Linked DNA regions of Mus musculus: region 1 is linked to region 2. A link is a contact called in public Hi-C data. All regions are on one chromosome and are shown on one strand. The core of a region is the stretch at or near the end of the contact, and the rest is flanking DNA. Distances in the headings are between cores, read along the strand shown. Region 1 overlaps Nrxn1 (neurexin I). Region 2 overlaps Nrxn1 (neurexin I).

Region 1 (6,592 bases), core at 1,496-3,995, 95 kb after region 2:
TTACTCAAATCAATTACTGACTCCAATCCATCCATTGCTGGCCAGCTAAGGAATCTAGCTCCTGTCAGCAAGGAAGATTTTTTTGTTCATTGCCTTTAAAACATTAGTCCCACAACATATTTAGCACATACAATTGTCATTATCATAATCTATTGTGTTATCTCTAAGAATGGCTGTAGCCTTCAAATGACACACATAAATTCTTAGAAATGTGCTGAGGATAGACCTGACATCCTAAAAACCATCACAAATAAATAGAGGCTAACATCAAAAAGATGAAAAACATTTCTCATTTAACAATAGTGTCACTGATTTTTCCAAATGTGTTTTACAGTTAGGGCAATAATTTAAATAAGAATTATTCAAGACAAAATATAGTTTTATTTATGATTTTACCTGCAGATCAGTGTTTTCTTTTTCTAAAAATATATATTAAGAAGAGAAAGCGCACATTTAATTAATAGAAGTTTTGTTTGCCATGGGAATCGTGGTATGAAACAAAGCTACAGAGAAACAAGTAGGCCTGTATCTACCCTAAGATAGGTTTGAAGAAGAACTTGATGGTTGTGCAGAAGAACAAAAAGGGTAGGATATGGTGGTAAAAACCCAGAGAAAGCTTCGAAACATTCCCTTAATACATGCTCTGCCTGACCTATGCCAGATGCATAACTGGCTTTTCCCTCTAGGAGTAAAGAGCAGTCCTCACAGAAAGGACTAGAGTATGACCTGCATTCCAGGAAGATCAGATTCCCACACAGCTTCTGTTACCTACTCCATAGAACAAGAGTGAAGACAGTCTTGTCACCCTCCAAAGTTTCTTGGTCTCTCTTGAGAATGTATAACCCATCAAGGTCAAGGACAAGTAGGCAAAATAATACTGGAATCCCCCTTCCTCCAAGCTTTGCAGGATTGATGTGATTATGAAGCAGTGAGTAGACATTAACCTCTTTGTAGGTGGTATGTTTTTCCTTCTATAGAACTCAGGAGACAGATTAAAGATGAAAACTGTAAGGCATGTGTCCATTGTAGCTACTGCTAGCCTCAGTGTGCTCACTGGTTGCTCCTCATTCCATATTTTAGGAAGCCAACATTTTTTTCAGTCAGATTCTGCCCAAATCAAAGGCTATTTGCATTTCTTAGACTAAAGATGCACTTTTAATTCAAGAAATATTTGATAACACTTCTTACCCTTACACTTGAAAAGCAACTTATTAGCTGGTGAATAAACTAATCTTTTAAAAAATCAATATCAAAGAACAAACCACTCAACTGTTTTCTTTCTCACATCCAAGTTGTGAAAATTCCTAGCACAGGGTATCTAAATTGGAACAGAGCAAACATGCTGTTTCTTGAAAGAGCAACTCTTCAAGCCAGTATATCTTTCTTTCAAAGGATGCTTTAGAAATGTGATTGCTGGGAAATTTCAGCAGCTTCCTGTCCCAAAACGCCTATCACTGTTTGCATGGACACTTCTTTTTTAATGATGTTACTTTGTCCTCACTGTCTAAATTCTTGGGTTTAGAAGTGGAAGGAAATGAAGCAACTGCTCTCCAATTGATTCACTTGATAAAACTAAAGGGAAATAGGAAGATTGTCCTCCAGTGTAGAAATGCATGCTGTCCAAGAGCAAGAGACATGTGACCACATGGAGAGATAGGGCATCCATTCTCCTATGTCTTAGGAACAACACAGGAGGAGACATTTATTTTTAGAAACTGCTGTACAGAGGAGATCTAGGACTGCTGTCATGGTAGGATTCTTGGTGGCTCAAGCTGCCAAGATGAAGAAATGAGGGCCAGGGCTGTGATATAGGACATTCTATAACAAAGACAAAATCAAGGCTGACCTGGAAAATTCAGTTAAACTCTGTCATTTTTTTCTCCCTGAAATTCTTGAAATCCTATGATCATCTCATTTTTTTTGTGTGTCATATGAGACATTTAGGTAAAAAGTAAACAAGTTTCTTAAATGTTTGGAGAGTATACTTTCTATTTTCTGTTTTTCTTAATCTCTGTAACTGAAGTACATGTCACACTGCAATGAACTGTCTCCAAATTACTCCATGCTCGCATCCATTTGATGGACACACTAATAACCGTGTTTGTACCTTGAGACTCATGCCAAGTCTTTTATAACAACAGGAAACACACCTGACTCAGGGTGCCCTAATAGACTTTTAGGGTATTTTTCAGGTGAACTTGGTTTGTTACTTAATGTAAAGTAAAAATAATTTTCAAAAAAGGAAACTTCATCAGTATGCAAATAACCCCCTAAAACAACAACAAAAACAAAACAAAAAACCCACAAAAGATGGAGAGATAAACCGAATGTGTTTACATCATGCTCATCTGACTCATTTGGCTGGCTTAGGGTCCTTGTAGAGATTTTTGAATTCTTTGACATACATCTATGCTGGTATAATCCAGTTTTATTTTTCTGATAGTAACCTAAATTATTTTTCTAATTAGGGAGACACTAACACATTACTAATTGCAACTTCATTATTATTGGCAACAATAGTAGAAAACACTTTAGACATTTATTTTTTGTTGTAGAAAACTGAAGGGAAGGCTGGTCTGAAAAGCAAGAGACCCAGGTGGAAAGAGACCCAGGTGGAAAGGCAGATGGTTGTAGCCAGAAGGAGGGACACTGAGCCAAGTTCATGGTACCTCCGGGATACAGAGATGGAAAGTATATGGAATGTTGGCCAGAAGAGACAACTGCCCCAGAGGGGTCTGATTGTGTAAAAGGAATTAGCTCTTCTCACACTACCTCTACTGTCTGATAGCTGGGATGCCTCAGAAACAAGCCCTAGACGCCAAAGCACTAAGAACACATCAGCTCTGCTCTACTAGATAATGAAGGCAAGAAACCAGTAACTGTAAGCAAGAACAGAAACTATTCCTTTTATCTTACCACTTGGACTTTGAAAAAGAATAGATAACCTTAATGTTATAGAATACAAAACATAATTCTCACAATTAAAATATGTTTGCCAGGTTGTTGAGATGGCTAGTACCAGGCCATGTTGTTACCAATGTCTTTATACTACAAACAAACAAACAAACAAACAAAACAAGAGCAAACCCAAAACCATTTAGACTGTAATCATAACTTAATTTCATCAATAACATCAAATCAATTTATATTAAGGAAAGAAACAAGTTACGATAAGAATCTAAACTCACATGGAACAAAACAATTCCACAGCATGACACCACTGAGAAATTTTTCAATGAACACATACATGAATATCATCAAACAGTTGCACAGAGAGAGAATCTTTGACATAGCGTTCTTAAATGGCTCACTCTATTTGTTGAGGTGGAAGAGGCCAAGGTCACTTAATTATTTCTGCATCTCTGCCACGGATTTCATTTATGTGCTGTTTTCCTTCTAAATTTAAAGTGAAATATGGATTATAGGAAAGATAATATGAAAAGTTGCATGCCAAATGCCACAATAAGTAATCTGCCACTATTCCTAATGTAGTTTCTTTTAAAAGAAAACCAGAGAAAAATGAGAATGCAAGGTGCATTTGTATTGTTTTTATGATTCAGGACTCAGGACTCACAGGAAAGATCTTTACACCTAAACAGAGTTTAACAGTTTCCTATTTCCTATAGCTAAGCATATCACTAGTGAGAAATTGCTCAAAGTAGTTAGTTCTTCATAGATATTGTCACAGACACAGGTTTTCCCATCTGTACTTGTCAGTGTAGTTTTCTTTAATAAGTATGCCAGTTATAGCAAGTTTAAATAGCAATGTGAGAAATATTCTTTTAATTAAGAGTACAGCAACTGCTTGCCAAAAACCTACTAATTTTGTATCATACATTTTATAGACTTCTCTTAATTTCTATCTAATTTTTCTCAGACTGAAGCCTCCCCACCCCACCACATGACGTTTTAATGAAATAGTTCCATTGAGTGTAATTTTCTTACTTTAAATGCTAGCATTGTTTTGGATCTGAAATGCCAAAGTCCTCATTGGCCAAATCAGGATACTCATATCACTTCCATTTTTAAGAAATCCTGTGATGTCTTAAACCACAGGTACAGCAGTAGGTATTTTATATACTCAGAGACCTTGAGGTTTATTATTTGATAGGTAGCTAATATGAACTGTTGCTGCAATACATTTTAACACTGGCATTATCACAGTGTCTTCAAAAATTAAAATAACAACAATAATAATACCAACAACAATAGATTGCACTGACAACCAACCCATCAGCAAAAGGAAAAAAATTATTTTTCAATTTATTTAGCTAAAAGAATTGGAGTTCTCTTCATCAATGTATGATATACCCCAGTAGCTACATACATCTACATACAAAAATTCAAACAGCTGTGTAAAGAGTGTGCTACATACATCTACATACAAAAATTCAAACAGCTGTATAAAGAGTGTAAATAAGATATTCATCCAGAAAAATTTATAAGATACTATAGAATTCAAGTTAGAGCCTAGATAATATTATTCTAAAATATTCTTTTCTGGGTTGGAGTGAAAGTTTTGTGGTTAGTAACACTGGATATTCTTTAAGGGGGTGCAGATTCATTTTCCAGTACCCACATGGCAGACACAACTGCCTGTAAAGCCAGTGCCATGGACCTGATGCTTCATCTAGAATCCAAGGGCAATAATCATGCACATGATACCATTCAGGGAAAACATCCTCAAAAAATAAAACAAAATAATAAAAGCACTTAAATGTCACTTCTTTTTAATATACTATGTGTGCATTAAAAACAGGACATTGAGTATTTACTTGACTTATAAACTGAGTGTTGCATATCCAAAGGAAGTCATTGTTCTCTTCATGTTTACTTACAGTTTCCCAGTCATATTCATATCTTTCCATTTGCTCTGCATTTAATGCTCGCCAGTATTTGATAACAAAAAGAGAACATGAGCATGCCATCAGTAACAAGGTATTCTCAAATTACTTTGCTTTCATCTTGGGGCATCTTGGTCTCTAAGACAGTAGTAAATCAAAGGCCTTTGTAATTATGCAAAAAAGATTATGACCCTGAGGTGAAAAATGACAGAAAATCGACTATAGCCCTACCTGCAACTTGTACATTACTGATAAGCCATCTTATAAATGCTAGGTAGAATGATCTGGTAACAAAGCATTAAAGTCAACTGTGCGTGGAGGTCTACAGAACTATGATCTTTTTGTTTGTTTTAGGAGCTCAGGATAAGAGAGAAGAGCTTCCTGTTTTTCTTTCCTTTTCTTTCCTTTTCTTTCCTTTTCTTTCCTTTTCTTTTCTTTTCTTTTCTTTTCTTTTCTTTTCTTTTCTTTTCTTTTCTTTTCTTTTCTTTTCTTTTCTTTTCTTTTCTTTCCTTTCCTTTCCTTTCCTTTCCTTTCCTTTCCTTTCCTTTCCTTTTCTTTTCTTTTCTTTTCTTTTCTTTTCTTTTCTTGGATATTTTCTTTATTTACATTTCAAATGTTATCCCCTTTCCAGATCTCCCTATCCCATCCTCCCATCCCTGCCTCTATGAAGGTGTTACCCCACCCACACACTCCTGCCTTCCAGCCCTGTCATTCACTACACTAGGGCATCGACCCCCTCAGGCCTAAGGGCTGCTCCTTCCACTGATGTCCAACAAGGCCATCCTTTGCCACATATATGGCAGGATCCATGGGTCTCTCCATGTGTACTCTTTGGTTGGTAGTCCAGTCCACAGGAGCTCTGGGGGAGGGGGTGTCTGGCCCATTGTCACTGTTGTCTCCCCCAGGGGCATGAAAACCCCCTAAGATCCTCCAGTCCCTTCTCCAACTCATCCATCAGGGATCCTGTGCTCAGTCCAATGGTTGGCTGTGAGAATCCACCTTTGTATTTGTCAGGCTCTGCCACAGCCTCTCAGGAGACAGCCATATCAGGCTCCTATCCTTCCAGGTTTGGTAACTGTATATGGCATGGATTCCCCAGGTAGGGCAGTCTCTGGATGGCCTTTCCTTCAGTCACTGCTCCACACTTTTTCTCTATATATCCTTCCATGAATATTTTGTTCCGCCATCTAAGAAGCACTGAAGCATCTACACTTTGATCTTCCTTTTTCTTGAACTTCATATGGTCTGTGAATTGCATCTTGGGTATTCTAAATTTTTGGGCTAATATCCACTTAACAGTGAGTGTTCTTTTGTGATTGGGTTTCACTCAGGTATCACTCAGGATATCCTCCAGATTCATCCATCTAAGAATTTCATAAATTCATTGTTTTTAATAGCTGAATAGTGTTCCATTGTGTAGATGTACCATATTTTCTGCATCCATTCCTCTTTGAGGAACATCTACATTCCTAAGAGAGCAAGACGAGTTTCTCTATGTTATGTTAGGTAAGCCTTATAACTTGAAGAATATCCATGAGCTTAAATTAATTAATTTTACTCTTAATTCATTTAACTTTTTTCTGAAACTTCAAAAATGTTATCTTGTATTACCATGACAGATTCTCCTAAAGAAATTGTTATAGGCATAACTGGTCATGATGTAAAAGAAGTTTTGAATCATTAGTGTTCCCAGTGGAGTTACTCTAGCTAATCCCTTCTCATAATAATTTCTACATCTTGGGCTGCAG
Region 2 (6,040 bases), core at 2,983-5,482:
AGACTCACAACTTGTTCTCTCTTGGCACATCACATCTCTTCCTGATTCCAGCACTCTCTTGGATGATTCCCAGAAACAAATTCCTAACCTTTGGCAATTGCCTAGCCTTGGAACAATTTGGAAAAAGGAAGTTCAGAATAAATAAAACAGTCATTGAGACACTGGTCTCAAGAATAGAGCAGAGAACATGCTTGTCATTAAGGAATGTGAAATTAGAAACAAGACTGATTTATGAAGTGCTTACAAGTAGTTTCCTTCATATTAATAACTGGTAGTAAAGAAATAACTCTCAATTATAATTTGAAAGAACTAATTGCAGAATTATAAGATTTACAATCTGGGAATAACTTTGAAGTGCATCTAAAAATAATTTCCCAGGATGTTTTGGAAGGTGTATATTATATAATATGACAATAGCTGATATATATATATATATATATATATATATATATATATCTTTAGGTCAACTTGGTAACATTTAACATGCACATCCAGAATTTTCACGAATATGATAGTGTTGTGACTATCATTATATCTCTTAAAACAACTTCCATTCAACTGAAGCCCTGCATCCTTAATCGGTACCTACCCAGTCTCATACCATAACCTATGACAGCTCCATCCCCTGTTAGTCTTCACTGTGTTCATGTTCTATGAGGCCAACAATATCAGATTCTATTCATTAATGGAATTATGCAGCATTAATCTTTCTGGTCCTGCTTTATTTTGCTTAGCATAATGTTTCCTGGGTTTATCCCCATTGTTGTAAGCAGACTAATTTTTCCTTTTTATGGTTAGCTTTGTGACTATTTCACAACTTACATGTTTCCCATTTCATCATTCATTCATCTACTGATGTTAAGTTCAGGTCATTCCAAATTTTGGTGTTTCAAGGAAAAAAGTGAAAAGAATTTACCAAATAACTGTTATAACTTACATTATACTAGACTGTTGGTAGCAATAGTGTGTAAGGACTCTTATTTCTCCACATTCTGACCATCATTTGTTACCAGTTGCTCTTCATATCAGACAATGTAACTGGAGTGAGGTGATCCATGTGTATTTTCCTGGCTATTATCAGTGTTGAACATATTACCATACCTTTTGGCCATTGGCAAAGCTTATTTTGAAGCATGACTACTCTTCAACTGCCCTTGGTTTTGGGTTGCATTCATATATATTTATAGTAAGTCCACATTATGTCAGTAGACTGTGATTATGCACTACTTAAAAAAAGAAAGGGATTCTCTAGAACTGGATTCCAGCTCTGTCCAGAGGTAAGCTGATATAGATACAGTGAAATCACCTGCCACACACTGGTGGCTGAACCACTTGCCTTTGGAGGTTAGAATAGCCTTGCATGTGAGATAATACAAGCTTTCTAGCAAGCACGAAGAGGCAGATACATCTCAGACAAGTAACTCCAGACTCAACCCTGCATTTTATCTCTCCAGGCTGGGGCAATATTTGTTCAGTTTCTCAGATCTGTGGACTATGTAAGGAGGCACATGATTCACAGCCACAATGGTGATTCCAGTATTCAAGAATGGAAGCATTTCTTTGCAACCTATTTACAGTCTACTTGCCCTTGGCCAGGAAGAAATTACCACCATGTAATTAAATGAGTCACTTACTAAAGTAAAGATGAACTGAAAGACCACTCATTAGAGCAGAGCACTCTGAAAGCATCTCTTCTCCAGGATGCTTAGGACAGAATGCGCTGACTCATTCTGAGGCTTTCCCATGATGGAGGCCAGCATGATGCCCAGCAAGAGGTAAGGGCTTGGTACTGAACTGAATGAAGTCAAACCCAGTCTGCTTACTCTAAAACAGCTACCCTAAGCCCAGCCTTTGTTCAGGTCCTACATCATATATAGGTTCTTATAAGTCTGACTCAGACTTAAACAGTCAACTTCTTTAGGACTTTTCAAGGTTAGCAATGTTTAGCCTTCTACAGATATAAGTACACAGCACAGGGCACTAACCTTAGCCAACAGGAATGAAATTGCAATTGATTTGGTTCTGTGATTATTTAACATATAAACATGTGCTCATTGAGAAAAATGATATCTGGACAACTGCTGTTGTATTTCTGCCAATGGCCAAGCGGATGCTCATAAAATCTTACTGGAGGGCAGCAAACCTGCAGATTTGCAGAGATGAATCCTAAGGTAGGCTTTGTTGTGTTGCTAATCAGGACTCCCTCCTGTTATGAAGAGAAGCCTACACGTTGTAGTCTGAAGCCACTTCACAGTGCTCATATTAATTTACATTTCAGAGCAGATTTCTACCTATTTGTATTCAACTGAAGGCCTAATGCACATGGCACTATGAAAGAAAGGGAACAATAATAGCTGTTTCCCCACCAACCATCCTTTGACTTTTTTCCAGAATCTAGAAGCTCTGAGAAACTGAACTGAATACTCTTGGACTATCTGGACAAGCAGGAAGTACTAGCAGTGATTTGTCACTCTCTGAAACTTGCTTATCATGGGAAACAAATGCCTTCTGATTTTTAAATCTGCCCCATGTTAGACATTAATATTTGATAGCCACATATATTTGATTCCAAAGTATAGCCTAGCTTTCATGCAAACAGTATTCAAAGTGTGTTGTAACTCATATGGTCTATTTATTACACTTAACCTGATGAAAATATTCATGCTCACACAACTATATTATGTAAAATTCATTTTTTATTTTACTCACTTGCTTAAAACGTTATAGGTTTAGTATTTGAACTTTTATCAAATATATACATTGTTTTTTTTCTTTCAGCCTTTGGGGCCGAAGTAAAGGATGGAGGTTTTATTAAGGTTTTCAAGATGACTAAGATTTCAGAGTAAATATGAACTGATTAAGTTGAAAGGGCTGAAATGGTATGCCCCAAAGGCTTTAATCTATGTGTAGGACAGGGACAGGTGTTGTGGAAATCACAAATATTATTCACCAGGAAAAACAAAAGTGATGCTCTTTATATAGTGTTTGTCCTTGTGACCAGCACAAAAGAGGGAAAAAAGATGATACTCTCAGAGAGTCTACCAATAACCACTCCCACACCTGTCTCCATGTTTATCATGTAGCTAGCAGTGAAACTCTGAGGGCTCTGTCACCCCTCACAGGTGGCCATCACTGGGTAGTATGATTATTATCAACTTTATAGCCCTTCTAGTGATCTGTTTTTACCTCTCTCCTGAATCTGCTACAAAAGGAGATTATCTGTAAAGAAAGAAAATAAATGATAGAAAAGGTAAAATTGGAAATGTATGTTTTGGGGAGTTTTCATAAAACTGATGGTGGGGGGATAAAATAAAATGATTATATCATGCTGCCTGACAAGGTAATCCCTAAGTGGGAGAATTTTCACAGATATACATTTCTAACTGTGTGCAAAGTGTGAGTGACAAGACACAAACACAAATTAATGAAACCAGAGGAAAGCCATTTAGCAGCTAGCTTGTTTCCATTTCTGTTATAATACATTCATGATGACAAGTTAGGGAATTCCTGCAGGAATATGCATACTAGTTAAATAGAGCAGCAGTAAAAACAATAGAACATACAGGAAAATATATGGCTTTTATAAAAATATTAAATTAATATACTATAAAAAGAAAGTGGGTAGGTGATGCATTCACTATTCCTTTGGAATCTCTACGGTGATAAAAACAAAAGCAACCTGCTCCTTTGTTTTGGTACTGGAAATGCTGTCTACTGGCTTGTCACTGAGGTCTGCATGGAGATTCCCGTTTTATGAGACTCTGACTTCATGTGTGATTGACTTTGGTAGTGTAGCACATTCCTGTTCCTGGCACTCATGTGTAAATGCTCTAACTGACTTTAACAATCTCAAAGTACGTGTGTGAGAGCCAGAATTCAAGATCCCGTACTTATCAATGATAACACTGAATCAATTCCTTGTGTTTTAAAATGCCACAATTTTCTATATGTTAAGTTTCCTATATGTCTAGTATATTTAAGTTTTATAGAATATGAATCATCAGAGAAATCGTCTCAACTGTCCTCTACTTTTCAATATGATCACAACCCATATTTATAGCCATAAAACTAAAGGGAAAATGTTGTAAATACATACAAAACGTGTAATCTGAGCATATTGTTTTGCTTTGTTTCCTTTTCAAAACAGAATATCAAGGCAGAGTCCACTATGCAGAAAGCCTCTAGGTTTCCAAAAACTGAAAGCTTATGCCAGTAAATCACAACTGTTTTACCATATGCCTCATTGTTATGGCAAGTATTACCAGTCTGCTCTACTTTTAAACAAACTTCATTATATTATAGCTCACAGCAATCCTCATTAAAAAGTATTACTGAAAAATGCCAAGTTGTTTTTATAGAGGAACTGGAATTTATTTTCTACTGAAAGTCAGGTTGAACACAAGACATTTTTAAAACATCGGTTTTATCTCAGAATTTGCTTGAAAATTGTCAGTTCCTATCTTAATTGTGAGACTTCCATGTCTCACACGAGGACAGTCTAAAGAATGTTTGTCTCACACAGATGAGCTAATTTTTATCAGAATTTCTCATTTTAACAAATCTACCCGTATTTTAAAACTTTGACTCAGGTTGGTGAAAACTGTCTCTGTATGTTCACACCACTACCCATCCTTTTGCTGACCCATGACCTTTCCTCCTGGCTCTCAGCCAGGACTTTCCTGTGTCTCACTGGGCAAAAAAAGCCAGAAAGCCTTCACCTGGAAACATCACATTCTTTTCCATTAAAAAGTTTGCCTTATCTTCAAATGCTAGACATCCCTGGTCATAAAGATCCTGTGGTCCAAGAATGGCCAGATACATTTTTATTCTTCCTTGTCATTAACTTTAGCCTTGTGGTCATAAAATTTTGATCCTTTGTCTTAGATACCATTCAATTGCTGTGAAGAGACACTGTGACGGAAGCAATATACAGAATTAAACATTTAAGAGGTGGTTTGCTTATAGGTTCAGAATGACCATCAGTCATGATCATCAAAGTGGGAAGCATGGAAGCAGGAATGGTGCTGATGAAGCAGAGAGAGAGAGAAAGAGAGGGGGGAAGAGGGGAGTGGGAGAATGAAGAGGAGAAGATGGGGAGGGAGAGAGGGAGAGAGGAGGAGAGGGAGAGAGGGGGAGAGGGGGAGAGGGAGAGAAAGAAGGAGAGAGGGGGAGAGAGGGGAGAGAGGGATGGAGAGAGGGAGAGGGAGATGGAGAGAGGAGGAAGAGGGAGAGAGAAAGTGTGTCTATCATGGGCTTTGAAACCTTAAACCAGTGACACACTTGCTACAATAAGGAAACACCTCCTCTTCCTTCACATACAATTCACAAGCTGGGGACCAAACATTCAAACATTTGAGTCTATGGGAGTCACTCTCATTTAAATCACCACAGCTTTTCATCATAAAGTGCATGTCCAAATGCTTGCATATGCACACACACACACACACACACACACACACACACACACACACACACACTTATTTCCTTGGGAGAAGTAATGATTTTGTCACATGACAATAACCACACATCTTCAAATAAGATGACATGATCGTTAGCAATAGAAATAATCATTACTAGTTCTATCACTCTTCACTCTTGAGCACTGTCATATTCTGTTCGTTCTCTTAGAATGTCCTGTTCATGAGGAGCAGTCCTGAATATGATGAGAGGCTTTTTATTCTGTAGTCTACTACATTTTGGTGCAGTAATATTGGGGTAAAATCTTCTCTCTCTCTCTCTCTCTCTGCTCTGTCTTTTCCTTGCATGTTGTTTTTCTGCTACAATCTTGTTCCCTCCTATGATGATTTTTCTCTGCCATTGTCTGTCTCTTAAGCAATAAGAAAAATAAGCAAAAAGAAGATAACCAAATCACCTGTCAGGAGTCTATCAGCTCTACTCTGTAGGTATGGCTTTCTCCACAAAAGCAGTTGTAATCATAGAATCTTCTGTCTCACAAATCCAGATGTGCAGGTAAAGCTCCAATTAAACTGGAGGGAATTCTGGTTGCCAAAATTGAAATTACATTTATTCAAGTATATTA

What was found. A called contact is a pair of places that touch in the nucleus more often than the background predicts.
Region 1: a contact with region 2 is called in a Hi-C map of cerebellar granule neurons, with 2.3 times the contacts expected there. The contact joins two enhancer-like sites. A contact is called at or near these places in 5 of 484 Hi-C or Micro-C datasets (brain, cerebellar granule neurons, cerebellum and 1 more).

What each region holds. Positions count from the first base shown.
Region 1 is chr17:90,910,841-90,917,432 of GRCm38.p6, forward strand. All of the region lies in intron 5 of Nrxn1 (neurexin I), which reads right to left. Among named protein-coding and RNA genes, the nearest start is that of 4930480K15Rik, 53 kb to the left of the region's middle. Within about 2 kb of position 2,746, at least 5 of the 459 cell types and tissues checked have an H3K27ac peak or open chromatin away from gene starts, as enhancers often do. A contact at or near this core is called in cerebellar granule neurons, where this site is marked.
Region 2 is chr17:90,813,874-90,819,913 of GRCm38.p6, forward strand. All of the region lies in intron 5 of Nrxn1 (neurexin I), which reads right to left. Among named protein-coding and RNA genes, the nearest start is that of 4930480K15Rik, 44 kb to the right of the region's middle. Within about 2 kb of position 4,233, at least 1 of the 459 cell types and tissues checked has an H3K27ac peak or open chromatin away from gene starts, as enhancers often do. A contact at or near this core is called in cerebellar granule neurons, where this site is marked.